Linked DNA regions of Drosophila melanogaster: region 1 is linked to region 2. A link is a contact called in public Hi-C data. All regions are on one chromosome and are shown on one strand. Each heading gives the region's core, a stretch centred on a gene start, on an enhancer-like site or on the middle of the called end of the contact. The rest is flanking DNA. Distances are from core to core; before and after follow the strand shown. Region 1 holds the start of PEK (pancreatic eIF-2alpha kinase). Region 2 holds the start of Tim17b1.

The links. Hi-C and Micro-C count contacts between places; a contact is called where the count stands out from the background.
Region 1: a Hi-C map of the Kc167 cell line shows a contact between it and region 2, with 1.9 times the contacts expected there. The contact joins the promoter of PEK here to the promoter of Tim17b1 in region 2. A contact is called at or near these places in 12 of 107 Hi-C or Micro-C datasets (the D17-c3 cell line, the Kc167 cell line, the ML-DmBG3-c2 cell line and 4 more).

Annotation. Positions count from the first base shown.
Region 1 is chr3R:5,460,879-5,467,817 of dm6, forward strand. PEK (pancreatic eIF-2alpha kinase) reads right to left here and starts at 3,875. Exons shown (of 4, transcript NM_141281.3): 1 at 3,337-3,875; 2 at 1,196-1,931; 3 at 1-1,132. The coding sequence starts at 3,554. It overlaps RpL35A (Ribosomal protein L35A), which reads right to left and starts at 6,223. Exons shown (of 5, transcript NM_141282.3): 1 at 6,191-6,223; 2 at 6,102-6,130; 3 at 5,275-5,503; 4 at 4,922-5,149; 5 at 4,752-4,853. The coding sequence starts at 5,496. The coding sequence ends at 4,830. It overlaps POLDIP2 (Polymerase (DNA-directed), delta interacting protein 2), which reads left to right and starts at 6,900. Exons shown (of 4, transcript NM_141283.4): 1 at 6,900-6,939.
Region 2 is chr3R:5,296,477-5,303,088 of dm6, forward strand. Tim17b1 reads left to right here and starts at 3,669. Exons shown (of 3, transcript NM_141269.3): 1 at 3,669-4,037; 2 at 4,229-4,425; 3 at 4,492-4,710. The coding sequence starts at 3,716. The coding sequence ends at 4,512. It overlaps mtd (mustard), which reads right to left. Exons shown (of 15, transcript NM_001144535.2): 2 at 2,994-3,097; 3 at 1,726-2,013; 4 at 1-159.

The DNA.
Region 1 (6,939 bases), core at 2,625-5,124, 160 kb after region 2:
CACAACTAGCCAAAGTTCGAGCCTCGCGAAGGACTCGCTGTCTTGAAGATTCCTTATTGGGTAGCGTTATGCGCTTAATGGCGTATCGGTTCTCATCCAGCTTGTTCTTAGCTTCGAAGACCACTCCGAAACCACCGCGACCAAGGCACTGCATCAACTCGAAGTCGGACTGAAAGCGGGAAGTGTAATGCTCGCCTGAATGAGTTGTAGACTCCGAAATGGTGCGCTGATTTGCTTGTCCAGGTGGGAAGCTAAAACGATTTCCAGGTCGCTGCATCGGCACCACTGGACCTAGTAAAGCCTGTGTGGATGCTTCGGTGGCCTCGATGGCCGTTTGAACAGGCACATGACGTTCAATGACCAGATACTCTCGCTCCACGCGCTGGTTTCGTTGGCCCATGAAAATATTTAGAATCACAGCCGACGTAAATGCTATGACCACGATTTCCTTCCACCAGAACCACAACGACAATATCACAACCTTTACAGGCGCATCAATGTCATCCAAACTAAAGCCCAAATCGTCGTTGACGCTATGGTTTCCAGTAGCTTCCGTTCCCTCAGATGTGGCATTGGTAGGCGATGTTGGAGCTGTGATTGCTGGAAGGTCAGTTGGATTATTCTGCGTACTGCACTCTTGCGGGCCGTTCAGATCGCCAGTGGTGTAGAAGTAAAAACCATTGCCATTGACAAACTCCGATGCATTCAATACGGACTGCGCTGCCACAGCGAAGTTTTCATCATCATAGGGCACCAGTTCCCCTCCTTGTGCCACAGCTCCCTCAGCAATCATTTCAGGGTCCTCCTGGTCTTTCCGGAAGATTACCAGCGATTTGCTACTGGCGGATATCGGCTTCCAGGGAATCCTGGGCATCAGGCTGGTGTCGCCTGTAAGCTGCTGATAGACCTTGGTCTGGTCCATAATCTCCTGGCGTAGACGTATTGACTCCTGAATATACAACTGTTTATCGTACATGCCCAAGTAGATGGATGGCGGGCTTTGTGGCGCATTGGGCAGCTCCGTGTCATTTTCGTCCTGGTCCCAAAGCCACTGGGCCGAGCTAAACAAATCAATAGGCTGCAATTCGTCGTCGGCATTTGTATTCCAGGCACTCACAATTGGGTGATCAAACTGAAAAGCACACGAAAAGTACTAAGTAAATTTGCCTTTAATATTAAAGCCATCACCACTTACCTTGTACTTCCACAGCATAGTCTGTGGCTCACTTTTGCTGAAGGCGCAGATAATTCCCTCGGGCACTACCACCTTTATATCCACATCCAAAACAGCCAGCTCCAGCTCATCGCGCGGCTGTAGCTGGCACTCGGAAGGTCTCACCAGATCCAACTCATGCTGACCTACGCTAAAGTTCCAACGCTCCACTCCGGTCCGGGATTCCACGGCCCGAACCGTTTGTGTCTGGCGGCGGACGATAATAACGTCGTCAAGGAGAGGATCATGGCGCACTATGTAGCCGGCCTCGTCCCTTAACTGTTCTCCGTCCTCCAGCTGATCCTCCTCATCGGGCTCCCTAATGGTGTCGTCGATTGCAAGCCCTTCCTCCGTAGAGTTTACACATCCGTTTAGAGAACATTCATACAGCAGCTGGCCAGTGCGAACGGAAACACCGTATGAGCGTGTCTCCTTGCCTCCGGATATAACCAGATCATCGCTGAATTTGGCGCTCGAGCTGAGTAGGTGCTCCGCCGTGATTGGAATGGGATCGATGGAGTCCCCGTCGAACTTGTAGATGCCGCCGCTCAAAGAGGGAATCATGCGTACGAACTGCCCATTGTTGGTCAGCTCCAATCGATGGATGCTGGACGAGATTAGTGGCCCCGGTCCGGTGGGCACACTCCAGCGCAGTTTGCCGGACTTGGCGATGTCCAGAGCGCTCAGTCGACCATCAAGCGTGGAAATGTATAGGAGTCTGTGGATAGAATAAATAATGCAATACCAAGTTTTAATGTTTTTATTTCCATATTTAATAAATAAATATCGACTACTCCATATTAGCTAATAGTCCATAATGGCGGAATTTGCCAAATTGTTATTTTCGCTAAATGATACCGTGTCAGCGTAACAAGGATTTTGTAGCTTGTGGAATTTAGAGTGGGCGAGGCCAATATGTTTTTAAAAGCCGTTCTTGTTAAATATAAGAATACCGTATACCCTTTATGTAGGTAATATCCAATTACCATGGGCGAGCTTGAAATAAACAAACACAAGATTTTGAAGAAAAAACAAAAAACACAGCATACATAGATTCAAGTAATGATTTGATTTTTATGTAATATTTTCTATTCGTGCAATTAATGTAAAAATTGAATTTTCTGTAAGTGAGTAAGCCTTTGGTTAACTGTTTAAAATATTTCAACTCGAAAGATTAAATACTAGAGTTAAATTTGCAATTATACAAAAAGTTGATTTGTGCTTGCAACCGATTCCGTCACCAGGTACACGGTGCATGGGGCAAGAATAAAGGAAAGCAGGAAAAGGGGCACACTGGCAGACCCAGCTGACAGCGTAGAAAAGGTAAATGGGAAGTAAACTCAGCTGTTTTTGCGCCAAGAAGACAAGAACTCGAGGAACAACAAGTGTCAGTTGGCCCCTCTCCATTTCCCCTATCGCCATCTCTGTCGCGCCCACCAAGGAGCCGAAAATGGCGCCCGCAAAAAGGGGGGATAAAGCAAACGGGGGGAGAATTGTGAAATTCAGTGAAAACCTTGCACAAACGCAAAGGAAAGCAAAACAATCGGGGAAACCAGTTCGGATTGGCATGCTTGCCAAACAACATATCTAGACGTCTGCCTCAAACAAAAATTCAGTTAAGATCTTGCAAATGACTCACCGCATGCTTGATAAGCGCGTCCACTGATTACGGGTTTTCATAGTTGGCCAAGGTGCAAACATGTGGGTTCATATTATCAGATCGCTCCCAGACTTCAAGTTGAACAGAAGCTCTCCGAATTTCTCGTGTTAGACGGGACAAGGTACTTAAAGCTAAGGGCCGTCGCAAATGTTACCAACTTGTCGGATCAGCCGAGAATTTTGAGCTACGTATTTTCACTGGCCCCCCGTCGTACCACAGTTCTCTTCGAATTCCCCGTTTTAGCTGATTAAATAGGCACTTTTCGAGTAGTTCAACCAAATATCACTAACGTGTTCTTCGCAATATTTGCCTAGGTGCTGGCTGCTCGTTTATCCACTTGCACCGCGTTTTAGCGAATGTTCGAGAACATAAACATAACACACACATAACGCACTCTTCTTCTTCTGCTACAATCCATTCGATACCAGTGCATTCCTCCCGATACTTTGGTTAGGGTACGTACCTTCTTGCAACGCGACGCTCCTCCTGATCTACGCAGTGTTCGAGCCCGGGGGGACGGGGAGATCCGGCAGTCTGGAGCTCCGAATCAGTAGTTGGGTGCCCAGCTAGCACCTGGGCGGGATCGAAAGCCACCAGGCCGGCCATAGTGAGCGTGACGATCTGCAGGAAGCTCAGGCTCCGGCGACGATGCCTCACGATGCCATCCAGGTCGTCCTGCATCGTACGCGCATATAACGTAATCCTGGTCGTTGGCGATCGGACGCGGGGAACGGTGCAGAAATGCAAGTCTCTAATTGGTTCGAACGGTGACGTGTTGACCTCACTTCGGGGGGTCGGTTGGTGGAACAGCGGCGGCAGTGGCTCCCGGCAAGGTCGGCGCACATCTCCGCATCACTCTCGATGGCTCCTGCAGCAATCAATCGCAACTCCACTATTTAAATCCACTAAAACTGGTCAGTTTATGTTTTTGTTCCGATTGGGCCGCAAAACGCGCGATTGCAAGTGTGACCGCGTTTTGACAGCCTTAAAATAACAGATGACACCACAATACAGTTTATTTCGTCATTACCTAAAAGTACCAAAAAAATACACACGGTGGGAACAGTTTCACTAAGGTTTTACTATTTTAAACTTTTCCAGTAACTAATTTAAAACAATGTTTGACGCCCATGTTTTGACACAAATAGGGACAACTTAACAATAATTATTAAAGTAGATGAAGTATTATTTCCATCTCATCTCTTATTGAATACTTCTATTATTCGACGTGTTTTAAAAATAAATTCTATTCGGCTATAATTCTGACACATACCAAATGAAATTCAAACATTACTTTAATTTAAATATGCTCTACCTTCTAAAAATATGTTAGGTGGTATATTCGTCATAATATAGAAACGTTTATTACAACATTTATTCTTTTTAAAAAACTTTTGATTACTATGAAACCATTTCCTTGATTTTTTTAGAAACCGCATTGTTGATTAACAGAAACTTGAATTCGTATGATTTTCGAGCAGAAAGGCTACGCCATACACCCCTAGTGTCCTTGCGAAAAGATTCGTTAGTAGTACACACTACAGTATTCGTTGACTTTGGCAATACAAAAAATAGTTTTGAGATTTTCAAAACTAATTAAAATCTATTATGGTAGAAGTGGTATGTCTGATCTAAAGGAACGACATTAGCCAAGAGTCTCGAAATCCACATTCAATTCGTACTCTAAAACGTTTCCATCGTCTTCATCTGCTACTTAAGATCAATATAAATGGATTTTAATGCGAAGTGGATGGTCCCGCCAAAAGATAATTCATTGCAGTAGGGAAAGTCAAACCGAACAGCCATCAATCGATATACAGATTACCGTCAACTTTCAATCGGTATCTCGCCTTAATAAAAAAGCCAAGTTGCGTTTTAATTAAATTTAAAGTGTTTCATTTAATGTAAAACGGATTTTTTACTCCTGCAGGTCAGTAATTCAAGTCGGATATTAACTTAAATCCTTGATGGGTACAGCATCTGCAAGAAAAAAGAAGGCATGTTAATACAACCCAATTGTCGGACAGAAAAGGTGTGTTTGAACTAACGATGCGGATGCGGTGGCCCATGGCATGACCGGGCAGGTTCCTGTTGAAACGGGCACGCACAGCGCCGGTGTTGCCGTGGATGCGGGTGACCTTGCCCCAGACAGCGCGGACGCGGGTCTTGCGCTCGGGATGCTGCGGCACGCACTTCTTGGTCTCGGCCTTGTAGACATAGACGCAACGCTTCCCAACGTAGAAGGATCCGTGCTCCTTGCGGCGGGCGCCCTCAATCTGCAATGTAATATGTTGGTTAATCAATTACATTACTAAAATGTTTTTACAGAACTGGAATGTATTAATTATTATTTGAAAAACTCTGTGAAGTCCGGACCCATCACATTGAAGTATAGACATACCTTGAGGATGGCCTGGTTCTCGTGCTGGTTCCTCAGACCACGCTTGTAGCCGGTGAAGACGGCCTTGGCGAAGAGGCGTCCGTGACGCTTGTACTTCTTGGCGGAAACTTTAGCCTCTGAGGCGGCGGGCTTCTCGGCCTTAGGCGCCTTGACGGCCTTGGGAGCCTTCTGGGCCTTGGCGGCCTTGGGCGCAGTAGTGGACTTGGCTTGTGTGTCGGCCATGGCTTAGCTGTGGATGAGAAAAGATAATCTTTAGAGCCGTAGGCATTCATCATAGGTATTCGTTGGGGCTTGAGGGTTTCGATCATTTGCATGCATTTGATTAAACGAAAAGTACTTTAAACATTGAAGATATTGAGGTGCACAGCTCTGGGCAACAGTACATTAAAAACATCATTTTATATAAAAATAAAGCGGAGTCTGGTGAAAATTCCTGTACCCGACCGGCCTGGGGCAACATTTAATGATAAAAACAAAAACTGATAACACGGATCACTTATTAATCTTCCACAAGAAGTTATTGAAATCACGTTAAAAACAACAAGAAAAGCGGAGGCCAAAAATGAACGCTGAAATTTTGCAATCAATGTGCACTGTGCGAAGCATGGAACTTTTGGACGGCATCGAGGTGCTATTACGAATCGGGCAGTGCCCGTAGGGTACTCCTATCCTGGGTTGTCCCAAGGAACCACTTAGTCACAAAAAATCACAGATAAAGTTCGCCAGTAGATTTTTGTGCACGTGGGTTGGCGTTTGCAGGTTATTCCATGATTATTTGCCGTTTTTCCGGTGTACAGACTCCCATTATGGTGTCCGCGGAAACCCACCTTGTTGTTCGATGAATGTATTAACACCGCTAAAAACAAAAACAGAATATTATTAAAGGAAAATATACAGAGAAATTTAATTTACTTACTTCGCCGGAAACGAAAGCGAAAAGAAGGAAATAGTGTGGCTGCCTCTAGACGCCACAAAAACGCGATATGTTAAGTGAAACAGCGCGCCGTTGCTCGAAAGTGTGCTGTTAGGGGCAAAATAAACCTCAGTTGAAAAGAAAACCCTTAGTAAAAATAAGACAATACATTGTTTAAATTTTAATTTGTATTCACAGTTTATGCATACTCAAGATACGAAACATGGGTTAGTTTAAATCGGGTTGAAGAAACCATATGCTCTTCTCTGTTAAAACTATAAAAAACAACTGCTTAGGCTCATTTAGATGGTTCCTTTCTAACATTCAACTTTATGTATGAAATTATTAAATATAATTGTTTTCCTCTGTAATTTTACATTTTTAGTTTTACCAAGCTTTTGCCAACTAACCACATTTTAAAGAATAAAAGGGATAAATTATAGATAAATATATCCTTTAATATGGTAAATTTATTCCGCTGAATAGAAAAAGCAAGTAACACTATCTGCAGAGTAATGGGGTATACAAGATTCGTATTAAAACGCAGAAAAAGTCATCTTCGATTCTCTAAGGTGTACATAATTGTTCTTGATTGGACTAAAACTAGTCTTGTAATCTCTTGTTTTATATTTAGATTACAGATTTAATTATTTTCAAATTTAAATACAAATTCTGACAGATTTGCCCCTGAAATGTTATCGACAAACGAATGTGGTTATCGCCGACTCGCGCAATCGCATAGAGTTTTTTTT
Region 2 (6,612 bases), core at 2,419-4,918:
CCGTGATGTGGCGCACATTGATCTTGAGGAAGCGCTGTGTGATCACCGGATCGTCGCTTTTGTTGGCCTCCTCCTCCGCCTGCTGCTGCTGGCTACTGCCGCCCACGCGCTCGATGTGTCCCGGTTTTGGGGATCCGGGGCGCAGGCCCTCGAGTATGTCTGCAAGGAGCGGCATTTGGTTAATATCTTTGCTGGCTAGGTGGCTGCAAAAACGCCATTTAGTTATTATATTATATTAGGGGCAAGTGATTTTCGGGTACTATTTTGCTGGGCTGTGATTTTATCAACTACACCCGTGGCCGCGATAAGATTGTGAAAGCAAAATTGATATATGGGATAGTTTAAACTAAATCTACGCCTTGTGACCCCCTTTGTTGTTCTAGGTGTTACGACCAGTGAATGGGAACGGCATTATAGCGCTTTTCCTAGGTAGTTCGGCGTGTAAGGTGATGTCGTAAAGATATTGCCTAAAGGGTGTAGCTTTTGCATAGGGTCATGGGATGGGAAGAAATGTTATACATTATACGACTTTCGAAAAGGGCTTTTTAATAGTTCCGACTAACTGGGTGGTAGTAAGTTTTAAATTTAACAGTGTAATTTCTAGTTTCTAGCTCGAAACTACAATAGTTATGATGCCTTTTGAATCTATTAGTGCAACTTCTTTATCATCCATAACCGAGATTCGGTTTCCTGGGACATGGACAACGAGACCCTTGCTTGACCGAAGGTTATACTTTCCGGAATATCTGGACCTTCAAGGCCAGGAGTTTGTCAACCGCAATTAGCACTTTTTCACAGATCGGAGCGACAACAAAGGTAGAAAATCAAACAATAACCTCCATTGCGCCAGAAGACAGCCGTGTGCATGCTGAAACTTAGAATATCGAGTACGTCCGGGCGCACTCTACGTCGTGGATTATCCGGCTCTCAGTACGTGGCTTTCGGCACTCGACCGATTCGATTTTATAGCCTTTTTAAAGTGAGAAACAGCGGAAAAACACGTTCTATGAAACAGTCAACATTGGCCAGCAGTGTGACCGCAGCTCGGTTGTTTATATATACCTCATAGTAATGGAATATACTAAAAAGTTCTCGTCTAAAGTAAGGTTATTCATGAAACTGCAATGCTGTTTGTGGAAGAAGTGGCGCCAAAAATCTTAAAGTTATTACAAAATGTGGCCAAACATTAATTTGCCATCTGAAATTAATCAATTAACATATGCACATACCTTTTCTGTATTAAATAGCTGAATAAAGTTACTTTAAAGTTAAAGCTAGCCCTGAGACTAACTTCTTCTTGTAATTATAGCAATTATATATCAATTTATATACTAAACATTTTTGAGGGCTTCAAATGTTCAATAGTTTTCCAAATTAGTTTAGTTTTTACAATGTAATAAACATAGCCGCTTTTCGCAGTTGCTAACAAAACATTATTAAGAAGAACTAATTAAAAAAAAAACTAAAATCAAATAAGCGATATGTACAGTTAATTGCGCATCTGGATATATGATAGTATGCAAATGTTTGGACTTCTCTAGTAAATGCGACCCAAAAAGCGATGGAAGAACGCAATACGGAGTTTCTCAAAAAATGTTGGCACATGCATGTAAAAAGCTCGTGAAAATGAAAATCTCAAGCGGCGATGATGGCAAACGCTTCACTATCGTCGCACCAATTGCACCATTTCCACGGAGCAGCGCCTGGGTTGGCTTCCGTTCTTACCTTTCTCGCGGCTCTCGTCGCCGGACAACTTGCGCTCGACCGGACTCGATTTGCCGGACAGGCTGGCACCGTCCGCGTCGTGGGTGGAGCTGCTGGAGGCGTCGTCCTTGGCGCTCTTGTCCGGCACCAGCAGCTGCTGGCCCGGATAGATGAAGGAGCTGTTCAGCCGGTTGAGGTGGGTCAGCTCCGAGGGCGTGGTGTCGAACCGGGCGGCCACGGAGGTCAGGGTGTCGCGATTGCCCACGGTGTAGGAAATGGTGGGTATGGTGGGCAATGAAGACTTTTGCCCTGCGGAACGAAAAGAAATCATAATTAATAATGGCATCGTATCGCTGGAGGTACGTGCTCGCAGTTCTTTACTCGGAGGATCGTGCTTCTTCGGGGCACGCTGCTGGAAGACCTCGAAAGAGTCGCCATCGGGTCGCAAGTGCGAGCAGATCACACCTGTGGGCGGAACCTGCTGCCGGCAGTGGTAGATAACCGAGAACTCGTTGGTTGGCATGTGCCAGTATATCTCAATCAATTCCACCATTTCTAGCCCTGTATCATACGGTTTTTTTGTATCGTTAAAACTGCGGGCTCATCAGTTTTCTCGAACTGTCACAATTACATTCATACATGTAATCAACTATCAGCGCTGTTAGCTTTGGCGCGCACTTTCAAACGGGAGGTGCGATAAGAATTTGTTTATAGGTACCCCCCGGTTGGCGCACAATTCCCTGAATCAACTTCAAACTAATGCCAGTAAGTAAGTATGTTTTTTTTTTTAATGAAAATTATTTTATGATTATGTTAAGAATGCCTCTGGTTTAGGCACTAAAATTGAATGTAACGCGCAAAGTACAATCTGTTCTGATATATCGGAATCGGAATACTGTAGAATTAAAAAAAAAAACACCCTTTTTGCTAGCTGATTTGATTCAATATGTACACTTTTCTAATAATACATCGATTTTACATAGAGTGTGAGCATGAGCGACACCTGGCGGCAGAATACCCTAGCGTTGACTTGAGGAACCTACGAGTTCTACACAAATTTTACATTCATATTACATATAAGTTTAAATTGAACTATTTTAATTGAAAGTGAGTGGATACAGGGGGCTTAAGCCGGGGTTCAGCAAGGATCCTTCCCGAAATAAGTATTTGTTTTGAGAAATACAAAATGATTTTCATATAATTCTGCATCCATCTGCTGCCCTAACCAAAGATTCTCCATCGGTTTAAGTCTGTCTAATTAAATTATACTTATTTGAATAGTGACTTACTTGATAATTTGTCGACGCTCTCGAAGCGCTGCTCCACTTTGGAGCGGAGCGAGTCCAAGTCGAATGGAGCCGCAAGGCCGTGATCCACGCTGCGCGATTTGCTCCTGGAAAAGTGGGAGAGTGGTTGTAAATCGGTTGGGAATGGAATATTTGGGCTTGTAGCGATCGGAGCGCAATCTGTTGCGATCCTTATCACTTACAAATTTCCAGCTCGAATTGTGACCATAACCGGGTAATAACAATTTATTTATTGGCAGCCCGTTTGCCTTTTTTATTCAACCTTTTTGTTGTGCAATTGCTATCGTTTTGTAATGATTATCTTGACGATCAGCGAGTGTCCAAATACGGCAAAACGACGCATTTTAAATGTTTTTTTAAACGGTTTTTGATCTGTTTTGTTTTTTGTTAGATCAGCCTTTAAACAATTGGCGAGAAGTCACGATTTTCATGTGACTTGTCCTTAGGTGTTCGATAGAATTAAATCGGAAAAGTATGAAGTATAAGTAATTTGTAAGGAATAACACACGTGTCGAGTGCTTCTAATTACTGATTCTAATTTTAAAATGTAATTTTTTCTATTTGCTTTAAAAGTTTTTTAATGAAACTTTGAATTGAAAATCGCTCTCAAGGAGGCTTTGACTTGTCCATCTATTCTGCTGTGTGTGTCTGTCACCCCATCAATTTTATCGACTGAACTCTCCTGAGTCCGATAATCAACTGACATGGCGGAGTACGGTCGGGAGCCTTGTCCCTTTCGCATTGTCGAGGATTGTGGTGGAGCCTTCGCAATGGGCGCCTTGGGCGGAGGAGCCTTCCAGGCGATCAAGGGCTTTCGAAACGCCCCCTCCGGCCTGGGATACCGATTGAGCGGAGGATTGGCGGCGGTACGGGCTCGATCCGGCCTGGTGGGTGGTAACTTTGCGGTGTGGGGCGCTACCTTCAGCGCCATCGACTGCTCACTGGTTTACTTCCGGAAGAAGGAGGACCCGTGGAACGCCATAATTAGTGGAGCAACCACCGGGGGCATTCTTGCTGCTAGAACTGGTGAGTTTTAAAGTTTTTTTTTTCAGACAAATGCATTAACAATTAGTAAACCAGGCTGGTTTTCAATGCTTTCTCAGGACTTTTATATCCTTATATCCTTTTTGCCTTGTTTTTCTTTCTGCTTAACTTTATGGCTATTATCGCACGAATATGCGAATATTTACTTTTTTGCTTATTCCTCTTTTTGGCAGGACTAACCTCCATGCTCAGTAGTGCCTTGGTGGGCGGGGCTCTATTGGCCCTAATAGAGGGCGTGGGCATTGTGGTGTCCCATTATTCGGCGGATTCCTACCGCCAGGTGTCGCCCGTGGAGCGGCAGCAACGGTATAAGCAGGAGCTTTTACGGCAGCAAAAGGGCGTTTCTCCACTCGCAGCGACTTATGGAGAGGTAAGTGAAATCCCCTGCGCAATAATACGCCTCAATAATTCCGCCACTCACACTCTTTAATTCCAGATTGACTCTTCGGCATTGTAGAATTCTTCGCTGCGTCATCGCCTAGTCGTCGCTATCCATCCGCGAACGCGTGGATCGACGATTGCATACCAATTTATAAAAGATTGCTTTGATTGTTCGAATCTGATACTGGCGGCATTCCCATTTCAATTTAAATTCAATTGTCGTACAGTGCAAGTTTTAGAATCATAAATATATTTTGCTTCGGCATATTTATATAGACAGTCTGAAGTCCAGCCGAAGTGTGGTGGCTTTTTGGGAGGCGCGTGTGCTTCAAAGCTCCATACTTGAAATTCCAAACTTATTTGGGGTTTCCTCCTACAAAACTCCTTTGATCAAGCCAGAAACTCGAACCTTAATATATCTAAGCCTAAATATTCCACTTTATAATGCTTGTTTCTGCACCCGTGGAGTCAGTGGATTCTACTAGATTCCTAGAAAAGTGTGTAACAGACAAATGGATTTTATTTATTTTGTTTTTGTCTGCTACTTCAATCGATATGCCAACAACATATTGAAGTTTCTCACTAGCTAAATCAAGGGTACTCTACTATATATCATTAGATTTTCTTAAGTTACACTTTGAATCGTTCCTTTTTTTTAAAAGGTTGCTAGTGCTTATCTTTATTAAAACATCTCTTCTGCACTACATTCCTCTTTCTGCACTCACATAAGAGCAGTTTTCCCTATTATTGCGTTCCCGTTTGATTGGCAAAACTAATTTCCGTTACGATTTCGGGCGGGAAAATAGGGTTTCCTCTGCCCAGATAGTTGTATCACCGTGACAATGTGAATGTGACAACCAAGTACCCGAATCGTCAGGAGGGGGCTATTCATAAGCTTGAGTATATGAAAGCCTCTTTCTGTCGATCAAGGAACCCCTCTTTGGCTTCCCCCTGAAAATAATAAAAGTTTATTTGCGCGTGTCTTTTCACTGCGTTGCCAATTAGCGCAATTGGCGATAACCATAATTGAATATCAATGATAAAAAATAAATACGCGAGCGCGTAGAATAATTGCGGACTGGAGTTTTCAGCTGGCAGCAGGCGCATGCAAAGTGCCTTTGTTCGCAAATAAACAGCGGCGGCAGCAAATACTAAATAATTATTTAACGCATATTTGTCGCCATCAGCTATTTGCCTTTCCCATTTTTAATTCATAGCCATATTTACCCCCGTTCGCCAATGAGAATTTTCCATGGAAAGTCTTCAAGTGCCTGGCTGCGCAGCTGAAAAAACCTTTCGTGCTCGCCGTTTTCTAGGCCTTTTCGCGTGGAAAACCATTGCAAAAACAAGAGCCTGGTTGAAACAACTGTGTTTGATTTAAGTTGGCCACATTTGATGACGACCACGTTCCGAGTTATTGAGTTCAGACGGCGAAATGGCAATGGAATCCATTTGCACAGTTGGCTTTCGCGCTCAAATGAAATGGATAGGTACATATTTTGTCTTTGTTCGGCAAGCAAACATGAATAATTATTAAATAATTGTAAATGACACAAATATTATGTTCGGAGGCCGTGAATTTATTTTTCGCATTCTTCTATTTTTCTGCCAAGAAGGTCAAATATTTCGAATAAGCTAACATTTCTAACAGATTAAAATTGCTTCTTCTTTTTCCAACAACTAATTCTCAACAAATATGTACTATTCATATTTCAGCGACTATCTTATACTTATACTCGTATAGTGTAAAGAATGATTATAGGTTAAGACATCTTTTTCATGTTGTGTCACTGAGCAATTCCCAACCTCTAACTGTGCTAATCACTGTAACTAATTGCCAGCCAGTAGTTTAACTGCTATAGACACGCTTCCGCATTAACCAGTTGGACACACAAAATAGAGGATAAAATGAAACATCTTATTCATCATATGTATATATAGTTGCCCTTACTAATCCCCTGATGTTCTCCATACCACAAGTATCTCCAGAAGTATCCGCAATGCGACGAGTCACATTTGGCCAGAGGCTCTTGAGCAATTGAAAGCCGAATGGAAGTCATTCAGGGCTCGATCGCTGGCTCATACGTACATTCATACGTACATAGGTACATACAAATATCTTATCGCTCTTGTGCATTGTTTACCTTCGGGAATGTGGCCCTGGGCTACGATCAGT